2 separate regions of the Athene noctua genome follow, and region 1 is linked to region 2. The links are chromatin contacts, called in public Hi-C maps. All regions are on one chromosome and are shown on one strand. The core of a region is the stretch at or near the end of the contact, and the rest is flanking DNA. Distances in the headings are between cores, read along the strand shown. Region 1 holds the start of DCK (deoxycytidine kinase). Region 2 holds the start of SDAD1 (SDA1 domain containing 1).

What was found. Hi-C and Micro-C count contacts between places; a contact is called where the count stands out from the background.
Region 1: a contact with region 2 is called in a Hi-C map of liver, with 2.9 times the contacts expected there. The contact joins the promoter of DCK here to the promoter of SDAD1 in region 2. A contact is called at or near these places in 2 of 2 Hi-C or Micro-C datasets (heart and liver).

The regions. Positions count from the first base shown.
Region 1 is chr4:50,259,300-50,264,951 of bAthNoc1.hap1.1, reverse strand. It overlaps DCK (deoxycytidine kinase), which reads right to left and starts at 2,380. Exons shown (of 7, transcript XM_074905319.1): 1 at 2,246-2,380; 2 at 1,106-1,224. The coding sequence starts at 2,315. It overlaps MOB1B (MOB kinase activator 1B), which reads right to left. Exons shown (of 6, transcript XM_074905323.1): 6 at 3,650-5,652.
Region 2 is chr4:50,098,585-50,104,371 of bAthNoc1.hap1.1, reverse strand. It overlaps SDAD1 (SDA1 domain containing 1), which reads left to right and starts at 2,328. Exons shown (of 21, transcript XM_074903937.1): 1 at 2,328-2,510; 2 at 2,651-2,755; 3 at 3,173-3,271; 4 at 4,293-4,364; 5 at 4,461-4,561. The coding sequence starts at 2,421.

The DNA of each region.
Region 1 (5,652 bases), core at 1,131-3,630, 160 kb before region 2:
CACACCACAGAACATCATGCTCAGCAATTCAACTCAGGTTCTGGAAGAAGGAGGAGGGGAGGGCTTTGTCTTCTAGAGTAGCTGTTGCTCAGAGACTGGCTGGGCATTGGTCTGCTTCTAGGAGGGGGTAAGCAATTGCCTTTGCATCACTCCTTTCTTATCTTCTTCCCTTTGCTTAATAAACTGTTTATATCAACCCATAAATCAATTGTCTTGCTTTTTTTCTTCCTCTTCTCTGCTGTGGAGGGGTGAGCTGGGGTTTGTGTGGGTCTTTAGCTGCTGGCTGGGGTCAACCCACCACACTAAATTAAAAAACCCCAATCTTTAACTTGAAGTTCAAATCTATTAAATTTGTTTGTTAGCCCAGTTCTTAACAGAAAGGACTTTAGTCTGGTTTTGTATTTGTATTTACTTTGGTATCATGAAGAAAGAAGAAAAAAATTAGCTAACTCTGAAAATATATAGCTCAGGAAAAGTTAGAAACAACACACCTCCATTATTAGTTTACATATTTAATTTAACCAAAACATGTTGTATTTTTTGCCAGATCCGAAAAAGAAAAACCTTCTACAATTCATCAAAGCCTGTCTACACAGCAATGACTTTGGCCACTAGATAACTGCTGGATTGCCAACAGAACTATAGGTAGCTGACAGAAAAAAACAACACGATAAACAACTAAGCAGTAGTTAATCATTTCCTAGACATTTTAGAGGACACCTTCCACGACAACCCTCTGCTCTCACCTGGTTAATTCACAGTTGCTACAAGTAACTTCTGCCTAACTTTTTTCCATCCCTTGCTTTTATACGTAACATAGAGCAAGCTTTTACTTTTAGAATTTACATCCTGATGTTGAATAACACTTGTTCTATAACACACCAAGCAAACTGAAATACAGGAACTCAAATATTGTGATAAGAATCAGCAATAACGTTGCTATCATGTACATTTTTTAAAATACCTAGTCTATCAGATATATTGGCCTTTTAAAATTAGAGAAACATTTGAATCTTTTTTTTTGTTCGGGGTTTTTTTGGTTGATTGTTGGTTTTTGGTTGCTTTTTTTAAAAAAAAAGTTTCATCTTCATCTCTTTTACCATACCTCACAATCCTCTTCAGACTTTTGCTGAACATTGCACCATCTAGCTACAGGCTCAGGAACAACTTCCCATTCCTCATCAGCTTGTTTGAGAATATTCACAAATGTTGATTTCCCTGCAGCTGTAGAAAAAGCATTCAGGAAGAATGGTAGTCAAAACACACTGATAGTGTCATTACTTAACTAATATACAACTCTATTTTGCAGTCCCATAAATGAGTCTCACACACACATGTACTTGTGACTTCATGACAAGCATGAATTAAAGATGTATCATGCACCACATATCAATTAATTGATAAATTTTGTACCACACAGCACCAATAGCCAATTCAAAAAAAAAATCACGTCTCAGCCTAGATGAGTCATCTAAGTTCTAGAAAGTTACATCTGCAATTAGAACACTAAATCTTTATTTTTTAAAGATACTTAGTGGTCCACTCTTAGGCATGAAGTTGCAGTCTTCCTAAGCTATTTTAGGAACAACAACAAAAAAGCAAGCAACTCTGAAAAATAGGAAGGAAGAGTGCTGGTTTCTCAAATGAAGATGCGAAGTACTTCCTACAGTAATCATTAATCTGAAAACTGAAAAACGTTCAAGAAGTTTTAAAAAGAATATCTAAACCTAAGAAAAGCCAGTCAGTTGGCTATCAACCACCAAAGTATCTATCAGTAAACAAACCGACACCCTGGCAACTCCTATCTTCGATTTTTTGCCTCTTGCAAAAAAAAAAAAAAAAAAAGTATCTCATTACGAACGGCCCACAACTTCTGCTCTTTTTAACAGTTAAACAGTCTTCTCTTGTTAATTAGCAGGAGTATTAAACATTACAAGTTTGACCTGACAGTCTGCATTTACACAGGTGTTTTACATTACAATCAGGAAAGGTGTGAGAGAAATCCAGGACTTCAACATCTTTGAGAAGGTTAATAAATTAGAAAATGGAACATAAAGTTACACACACAGCCTCCCACATCTCGTCATTGTTATAACTTTAATTCCTACGGTGGAAGTTATTAATTGGGTGCCTCTTCCCTCGCCGACGCCCCCAAGCTCCGCTAAAGGCCAGGCCGCCCCTCCTGCCGCCCTCAGCCTCCCCCCGGCCCGGCCCGGCCCCGGTGAGGCGACCGGCAGCGACTCACCGATGTTGCCCTCGACCGCGATCTTTTTGATCCTGCCCTCCTGCCGCCCGCGTTTGGGCGGAGTGGCCATGGGGGTCAAGAGGCGGGAGGAGCGGGGAGGCCGCCGCTGCCCGCGCAATGGAAATAACGGCGATAACGGCCGCCGCGCCCGGCCCGCACCCGCCTTCGAATTTGGCGCGCGGCGGGCGTGACTGCGCGAGCCCTGACGTCACGGCTCCTGACGTCACGGTACGGGTGGCGGCGAGGGCTGAAGGGGAAAGGGAAGGCCCGGCCGCGGGAAGCCAGCGCGGAGGGCGCGCGGCGGGCAGGCGGCAGGGCGGCCGGTCGAGCTCGGCGCTGCGGATTCAGGCAGAGCTGCGGCAGGAGAGCGCATCGATGGGCCGGCGCCACCCCTGCCACGAGTTGCTCGGTTCTCGGCCCGGCGCCTAGCCCCGGGCGAGGGGAGGGAGGGAGGCGAGCGAGCTGGCCTTCCCTGCCTCCCGGGCAGCGCTCCCCCACGGCCACAGGCAGAGTTTCCTTGTACGCAGAAACCCAGGGCTACGCACCTGCCCTCAGAGCAGGTCAAAGGCCACATCGACGTGAACAAAAGGCCCTCACAAGCAACCATTTCCCTCAAAAAAACCTTCCAGAAATATCTTACAGGTGACATGCAGGTTGGTGCCACTAATTTAGCAGCTTATTGCTGAAAACCCCCCGCCAGCCACCAAACTCATATTTGACAACGTGTTTCGTGGAGTACCATCACAGTGTACAAACGTTTTGGTTCTTGAGTGACCAAGTGGGAAAAAAAATCCTCAGAGCTACGCAATGGGCACAGGCAGCAAGGCAGTCATAGCCAGCATGAGCTCTCATGCAAAACCACGTACGATGGCTGCAAGCTGTGAACTCACTTTGAGACAAGATCCCCTTTGCATGACCCCTCGACCACGAGATTTGTGGGGACTAAATTAACAGCAAGATTTTAAATCGCTTTTTCAACTTGATGGCACAAACACCCTGCTCACACAAGAGGTGACTTACCACAGGACTGGGTGCTTTGAAGTTACAGGGGTGAGTGAAGGCAGATGGATGCAGACGGGAGGATAGGAAACCTGGACTTTTGTGGCTGTCAGGGTCACAGGAAGCTTTTATAAGGAAAAAAAGGAGGATAAAAAAAAAAAAGGCACCTGTACTGCTGAGCTCAGCCAAAAGCAGAGTCTGTATTTCATGTGAAGCTGGTAGCCTGAGAGCATGGAGTGCTACAGCTGCAGCAGGACACCCTCCTCGTGGGCAAAGCTTTCAAAGTTGCCCTGGGATTGGCACTGAGATGCAATTAATGCAATATTAAACTTATGAGAAATCCCCCACCAAGCTCCACCCATAGTAGGTAAATTCAGGTTATGAAACAAGGAAATTAAAAGGGTATCAGGTTGTTTTATTGCTCTTGTGTCTGCCTGCAATACAAATATTCACAAATTCAGACAAGGCAATTACAAAAATCTAATTTGTATGTGTAATGTTTGTATGTGTACAATATACCAAAAAAAAAAATTCTACAAGTAGAAGATAATTTAGAAACAAATTCAAGAAGGAAATAAAGACAATCATGGTCAAACATAGCTATTTATTTTCTCTTATAAACAGCCTTCAGTTTCTTATTGAAAAATCCTAAATTTAAATATTTTGTCCCATCACATACAACAGTCTGTATACATTATTTACAACTCTCAAATAAACATGTTGCAGATTATCAGACATTCAACTTTTTTTTTTTTAATTAAAAGCTGTTCTCATTTAAAACTATCAGTGACTACAAACTGAAGCAATATTGGCACAGTTAGCTTACAGTAAGGGTTCTCATCTTACATTTTCTATTTTACACTGCATTTTTCCCCATATATTTTAGGATTCTAAAGGAGGAAAAAGGTTAGTGTTGCTCTCATAATATTTTTTTTCCTTCAAAAATAGCCTTTTATTGAAACCTCCTTCACTTTTATTGCATTCTTCTCTCTCTTCCATCGCACATCAAGGTATGTGCTTCTAGGTTCTAAGCAACACAACCACAGCACCCCAAAGTAGTAAAACAGCCATGAAAATAAGTGTACCCTCCGCGACATGTCTCTGAAAAATGTCAGAAGTTGCAAATGTACAAAAATAATGAGTATAGTTTAGTGGCTATAAAAATTAATTTTCCCTAAAAATACAATACTCTATGAACAATTTAGGTAATTGGTTCTTCAAACAAAACCAGAATTTGTTATTTACCTAGACTGCAATCTTAACCTGGCAAGAAGAAACTGTAAGAAAAGCAGGAAAATAAAAAGGTTTTACATTTAAAATAATCAGTGTTAGTCTCATCTTAAAAGAGAAGATATCCAGGAAAAGACAACAGGCATCCATAAAATTGCTAGTGGTTTTAGTAGTGCAGTTTGGAAAAAAGACAACTGATACCAGAGGTGAGGGAAACAAGATTCAGTGTAACAGGAAATCTTTTAGTGAAAGAAAAGCCAGGAATCTGTGTTTGTGCTGCAGCTTTTTAAATAGTCCAACTAAAAGGGGGTGGTTTATATACAGTAATACAGCACTCCAGCAGGTAGGAAGTGGGGAGAGGGTAGAAAGGAAAAAGAAACCCACAACTATTCAAAAAGGATGTGTTTATAGTAAAATTGTGTCTGGTGATTCAAGGAGGGGAGCAGCGAGAAACGGAAAGGAACTATCTGAAAGGTAAGTAAAGTCCATAGCAGCAATAGGTATCCTTACCTGTTAAAAAGAGTGTCTGGGAGAGTGTTCAGTTCCTAAATACTGAATAAGGACAGTGCTCCTCTATATCTTAAAGTAAAAGCAAAAGTTCAAAGCTCTACATTGCATAGTAAGCAGTAAAAGAAACTTGATACTTGCAGATGGGCCACCTGCCCCTTGAAACCTGTTTTCTCCATCTACCATTCAGCTACCTGCAACAGCAGAATGTGGCATTTTTCTTTTGCATGATTCGCCTGTATCCCTGACTTGAATTTGAGCGACTTGAAAAATTACTTCTGCAAACATAATGTATCCACACCATCTAAACAGCGTCAACACTGGCAACAGTGGCTGATCTTGATCAACTTAGAGTTTGCCCCATCCCGTCTCGAGGTAGATGACCTCCTGAAGTGACCACCTAATTACTGACATGGTCAAATACGCTGGTAGCTGAAGAACACCACAGACCTTAGAATTTAAGGACTCTTTTACACTGGAAGGCCTCAGGCAGCACTGGCAGCCCCGCCTGGTTCACATCCACCAGCACCTTCCACTCCCATTGACAAGGAAGTTGGAAGTTTTTGTCTCAAAGCACCTGTGAAGCATAACAGAGTCCATCTCTAAGTAGGCCTAGAGCAGCACGGGGTTTGTTCAGGGTTCACTTCTCTGGGTTCTATTTGGGGGGCTGA
Region 2 (5,787 bases), core at 1,079-3,578:
ATGAGGCTCACAGTGCAGAAGGCTGAACTGCAACCAATTGCAAGGATTGCCACAGAAACGAAGCTACAAAACAAAGAAGGGGGAGATGTAGGAATAAAGAATTGGTGGTTAGCAAAAATGTAAAGTGACCTTTAGGTTTGAAGAATGACTGTGGATAAATGAGGCAACATTATGGAACACCATGTTGCAAATGTGAGAAGCAGTAGGTTGGAACACCACTTGCTGAGCGTGTGAGCAGTAAACGGACAAAATCTGAAGGTCAGTAGGATGTAGAAGTGGAAATAAAACTATGTAAACACTTTGTAATAAATTGAGAGCTTGCATACAGTGTGTCAGAATTTGCTTTAGGCAATTCTCCCCCTTCAACACACTTGAGTGAGTTTTTCATGATTCAGCGTGTTGCCCTGATCCCAACTGCTCTGAGACTGGCACTTTCCCCATATATAACTTGATCACTTTGCCAGTCTGTGAGTGTAAGTAGAAGCAATTTTTTCTGCGAGAAGACACAGGAATACAGAGCTGATGGTAGGATGAGATTTTTTAAAAAAAAATAGTTTATCTGACAAAGGAGGTATAATTTTAAACCATAACTTATGTTTAAATGAAGTACTGTATTTGTCATGTTATTTCCTGCATGCATCTAGGCACTTGGTGAAAAAGCAGGGCACCTGCCTCTTCAGTCATGAATATGGAAAAAGGTCCAACTTGTTACAGAATTGGAGCCCCAAGGCTCCATATCAAATCACTGATATGCTGAATATGACCTGCCAGTACTTAGCACAGGACTTTCTTTGTTCATTTTAGTGCAAAAATGAAGTGAAACAGCATAGAAAAGATGCATTTGAACACCAATTCTAGGCAAATAAAAGCCTTACTGAAGGCTTTCTTCATAAACAGGTAATGTTTTTCTAAGCTATTTTCTTACTAGTGAAGGGGTCAAACAAATTAATTTCTTACAACTATTAAGCCTCAACTGTGATGCATGAAACCTTTGCTTGTGTTTTGCTTTGTTTGTTTCAAAACTTTGCTTGAGTTTTGCGTCATTTGTTTCTCAAGGACTCCCGACTCCTTAACTATTTCCCTAGGCCTCTTTGTTTAGGCAAGATTAAAACGCTCATTAGGCTCCCTACATAAATCACTGATAGTAGACTCAAGGCCTTCAATGGACACTTGGGCAACTCCTGCAATGGGAAAACTAAGATAAAGGGGACTTAAAGGGATACAGAGACCCTATTATAGGGAGGATGATTTTGCTGATTGAGGAAGAAGGCACCTGGACTGTACTTCACAGCACATGCTCTGGAAAGAAGGTCAACTAGCGAACACCGTGAAGAAAATTATTTACTTCTTCCCTCAACCACCGAAGACCCTCACTCTATTTTTACTAGTCATGCTTGGACTATGTAAATGAATTCTGGGAACTCATTATCATAAGACACCCCTTTCCAGGAAATGTAATGAATATGTGTGATTTGTGTGTATGTAAACTGATGTCCTTTGCTAATTCTTGGGAGCCCTTATAGTGGAGAATCCCCAGAGCAACCCCAGCACTGCTAATAAAGAATACCTGCTTAACGGTAAAAACTTTACTGTTGAGTCAATTTCTTTGTTTCACTAGTCTTGCACTCACCTGAAAAGTTCACTTTGTCTTTATGTCCTGAAGATCTACCCTGGACTGCAAGAGGCTTGGGTACTCCAAGCTGGGAATCATAGTATGAGTGCAAACCTACCCAGGCCGTGGACATGTCCAGGGCCCTGGATGCAGCACTGGGAGTGGATGGACCATGCTTCATGGTCCTTGTGCACACTGCTCATGGTTCCCTAAGTCCAAAGACTTCAATGTTTTAAAGTGCTGGGGTGAGGAACCAGTGCTGATGGTGTTCTTTGCCTCGCATGCTCAGGTCTTGGCAGCTGGTCTATAATGTGTGTTTGTGGCCCCTGTCACAAGCAACATAAGTGGTAAGGGCCAGGTGCAATTTGTTGGCAGTGTTGCCACATTGCTGGCAGCACTTAACTGAATTACAATATATGATGCAGAGAGAGTGAGGGCAGGGTCACCGTGAAGGAGTGACATGATGCAAGTGAGGGGGGAAAATCAATCGGAAAGCCGCAGAGGAGGAAGCTATGTTCACTAAACTGTTGAACTTTGACAGAGTTGCCCAAAGCCTTTGGCAGTAAGGGTTGCTAAGGAGAAGCTGCTTTTCTGGCTCCTTTCCCTGCGTGATGAACGTCCTTGTCACAGAAGTTTGTCCCTTGGCGGCGCCGGGCGGGGCGGGGCGGGCCAAGATGGGGGCGCGGGGCGGGGCGGGCCGGGCCAAGATGGCGGCGCCCAGCTGGTAGCTCGCGTGTTCCAGGAGGAGGTGGCGGTCGGTCGCTTGCTGGCGTGAGTGCGGTCGTGCCGGGTTCGGCTCGGGGCCGTCATGTCGGGCCGCCAAGGAAACAAGCTGCCCAGTAACCTGCCCCAGCTGCAGAACCTCATCAAGCGGGATCCAACCTCCTACACCGAAGAGGTACGGAGCCGGGGGCCCGGAGCGGGAGGCAGCAGGGGGCCGTACCGGGGTGCGGGGGGGGAGCTGAGGAGTGCTTGGGGTAGCTGGGGGGGGGTCAGGCGTTGCCGGTCCCGCTCAGCAACCGCCCTGTGTGTGCTCAGTTCCTCCAGCAGTACCACCACTACCAGTCCCATGTGGAGATTTTCACCTTCCAACCGGACAAGCCCAGTAAGGAACTGGCTGAACTGGTGATGTTCCTGGCACAGGTAAGCCTCTGCCCTTCTGACGGGTGGCTTGGGCGCCGGCCTTGACCCCTTCGCCAGCCACAGAGTCTTTGCCCTGAGCACAGTGGCCACGGCAGATTGTGTTTCACCTCGTTTTGCTGTTAGAGCCTTGACGGAGTTGCTGACGAGTTGCTCATTGACTACGATTTCTGCAGCAGTTTTTTCTGTTTCCAGCAACACGAGGGGGTGGGGTTTTTTGACCATTAGTATAATTTTTTTAAAGGATTTTTTATTTGCACCGTACCTCTTAACATCCGGACATTGACTTTTGTATATATTATATTATTGCAAAACGTTTATAGTTTTATTGCTTTTTTACCATATCAACACACCTTCCTGGGGTGATGAGATAAGCCAAGGTTTCTGCTAGAGAGTTCAGCTGGGTCTGTCTCTGCCCAGGTTGCCCACTGCTACCCAGAACACATGGCCAGCTTTCCTCAGCAGCTGAAGGAGCTGCTCTCCTACCACCACACGGTCCTGGATGCTGACCTGCGCATGGTAAGACCTAAACCAAAAGGTGTTTTGGGCAGACCATGTCTTGTGGTTAAAATAGGCTCTTTACATGTGAGATTAGTTTACAGTTTGCTTTTTAGTATTTTAATAATGATGGAAACTGAAGAGTATTATTGGAATTTTGGTTCTGATTCCCTGTTTCTCTTACAGACGTTCTGCAAGGCTTTGATCTTGTTGAGAAACAAGAATCTAATAAATCCAACAAGTTTGCTGGAGCTCTTCTTTCAACTGCTGCGGTGTCATGATAAGCTCTTACGAAAAGTAAATCATGCTTACAAGAAACAGTCTTGATTTTCAGTGGGTTTTGACCAACTTGTCAGAAGTAATGAAGCGCTGGCAGGCAGCTGTTCTCCTTTCCTTGATAACAAAATAAGAAAGTTTAAAGTAGCTCTGCTTTTTCAGCGATTGACAGTGCCAGAGGCAAGATTTGCTCTGTATGTTTGATTAGTAATGAAGCATTCGACTGTAAAACATGCTGTAGTAGGCTGTAGGCCTGTCCTGTATGGCCTGAGCAGCTCAAATGTATCTGTGGGTGAAAACCATAAACATATCATTGTAGGAGAAGGCCTTACTGAATTCTTTGTGAAAACTTCTGAGTAAAACAACTAAAACCAAACCAGCTGCTAGTTAAAGCTGTATTTCAGGTTTTCTGCTGTAAAAGTGGAAATCTTTGTTTTCTGCCACCAGGATTACTAAATAGGCCATCAGGACATGCCTGAATGAAGCAGGAGTGGATTTTTTTAAAGCAGTACTTGATGCTGTTAATTTTTCTGCTGTACTGTAAATTAAGCATGCTTTTCAAATGCATGAAAATAAAGCGTATGTGAGACTTTACAGGATAACTTCTTGTTTTTCCAACTGTAACTTAAAAGAGAAAATAATATTCTTAGTGGTGATCAGTTTGGTCTCATTTTAGTATTTAGAGGCTTTGGGGGAATACTAATGTGTCTGCATTGTTCTCTGTATAACTTGCATAGCTTACTCCCTGTTATATCTCAATTTACAGACTTTGTATACTCACATCGTGTCGGACATCAAGAATGTCAATGCTAAACACAAAAACAATAAAGTGAACACAGTAAGTATTTTAGCTTTCAGATATACTTCGATTTAACCTCTTGATACTGTGAAAGACTTCTTTCTAATAAGACATGTTTACAAACTTTTTTCTTAGACCCTGCAGAACTTCATGTACACTATGTTGAGAGACAGCAATCCCACTGCTGCCAAGATATCACTGGATGTGATGATTGAACTTTACAGGAGGAATATTTGGTAGGTCTGGCAGGCTTGTATTTGATTTCCCATTAATTGTGGGGCAGCCATCCTGACATCACTTGTGGCCTGTAGTGCAAAATATAATGCAGAGGGCAGAGATTTAAATATATTTATCTTATTTGTGTTCCAGTGGGACTATGTTTTTGCGGAATGGAATTTAGCTGGGAAGAAATACTGTCTTGTGTGAAGTCTCAGAGTTATTTAGGTTGAATGTTTGATGTTTGAGTTGAAGGTGGTATGTAAGTAGTGTGTGTTGCATTCAAAACCAAAACTGTGTGCAGCTCGCTTTTTTCAGCCTTTACATAAAAGCTGCTAGTATTAGCATACAACTTGTGAGGTACAGTGGAAAGAGGAATTTTGTTTTTTTCTTCTTAAATCTGTAAGGTCATTCTAGATGACTGATCTAAGGGGTGCTTTGAGTGGGTTTTTTTGTGAAGCTATTGTATAGCTCCTGTTTTTAGCAGATAGCAGCTTGAAAAATTGTTGCCTAGATAAGCATTGAAAGGAGTAAAAGCACCCTGAGGACCTTCAGTTGCTGTCTTGTACCTAATACGTTGCTCAATCTTCATGCTGTGTTACAAAGTGCTAGAGCAGGTGTTACCCAGTGGTAAATTGCATGAGAAGATGGTAGTATCTTCACTACCTCTTGCTTTTTTAACTGTAAAATCAGGCAAAAGACTTGTAATCACTCCAGTTTATAACTCCTTTGCTCTTCTTGGTTCTTGAACAGAAATGAACTGTACAAATGCAGCCAAGTGATATTGTTGGTGGGCAGTGTGCCTGCTGCTTCTTAGGTTATCTGCAACATAGACTAGTGGCAGAGCACTAATGGGGCAGTTCTTGCTTTTCTTACTCAGGAGTTCATGGTGATGTCAGCATGAGTTAAGCTGGAGTGTGAATGGCAACATTACTCTTTCAATGTATTGCAGGGAAACCACAGCTGGCAGACAGGATGTGTATTTGGGTGTAAAGAGTTTTCATGTGTAGCATTCAAGGAATTATTGTCTATTCCATGGCAAAAATAAAAAGTCACAACAGCTTTGTTAAGAATATTTTGTGTGTGTAGTAGTGGGTTGAGAACTATTTCCCTAAAAACAGGGACTGCTGAAAAAAATTAGTGTTGCTAAAAGGAAAAGACTTTTGCAGTTTTAAAAAACACGTTTCTAAGTATGTGAGACTTGGTTATTTCTTACTACAAAAATTATTTTCTGTAGCTTTATTTC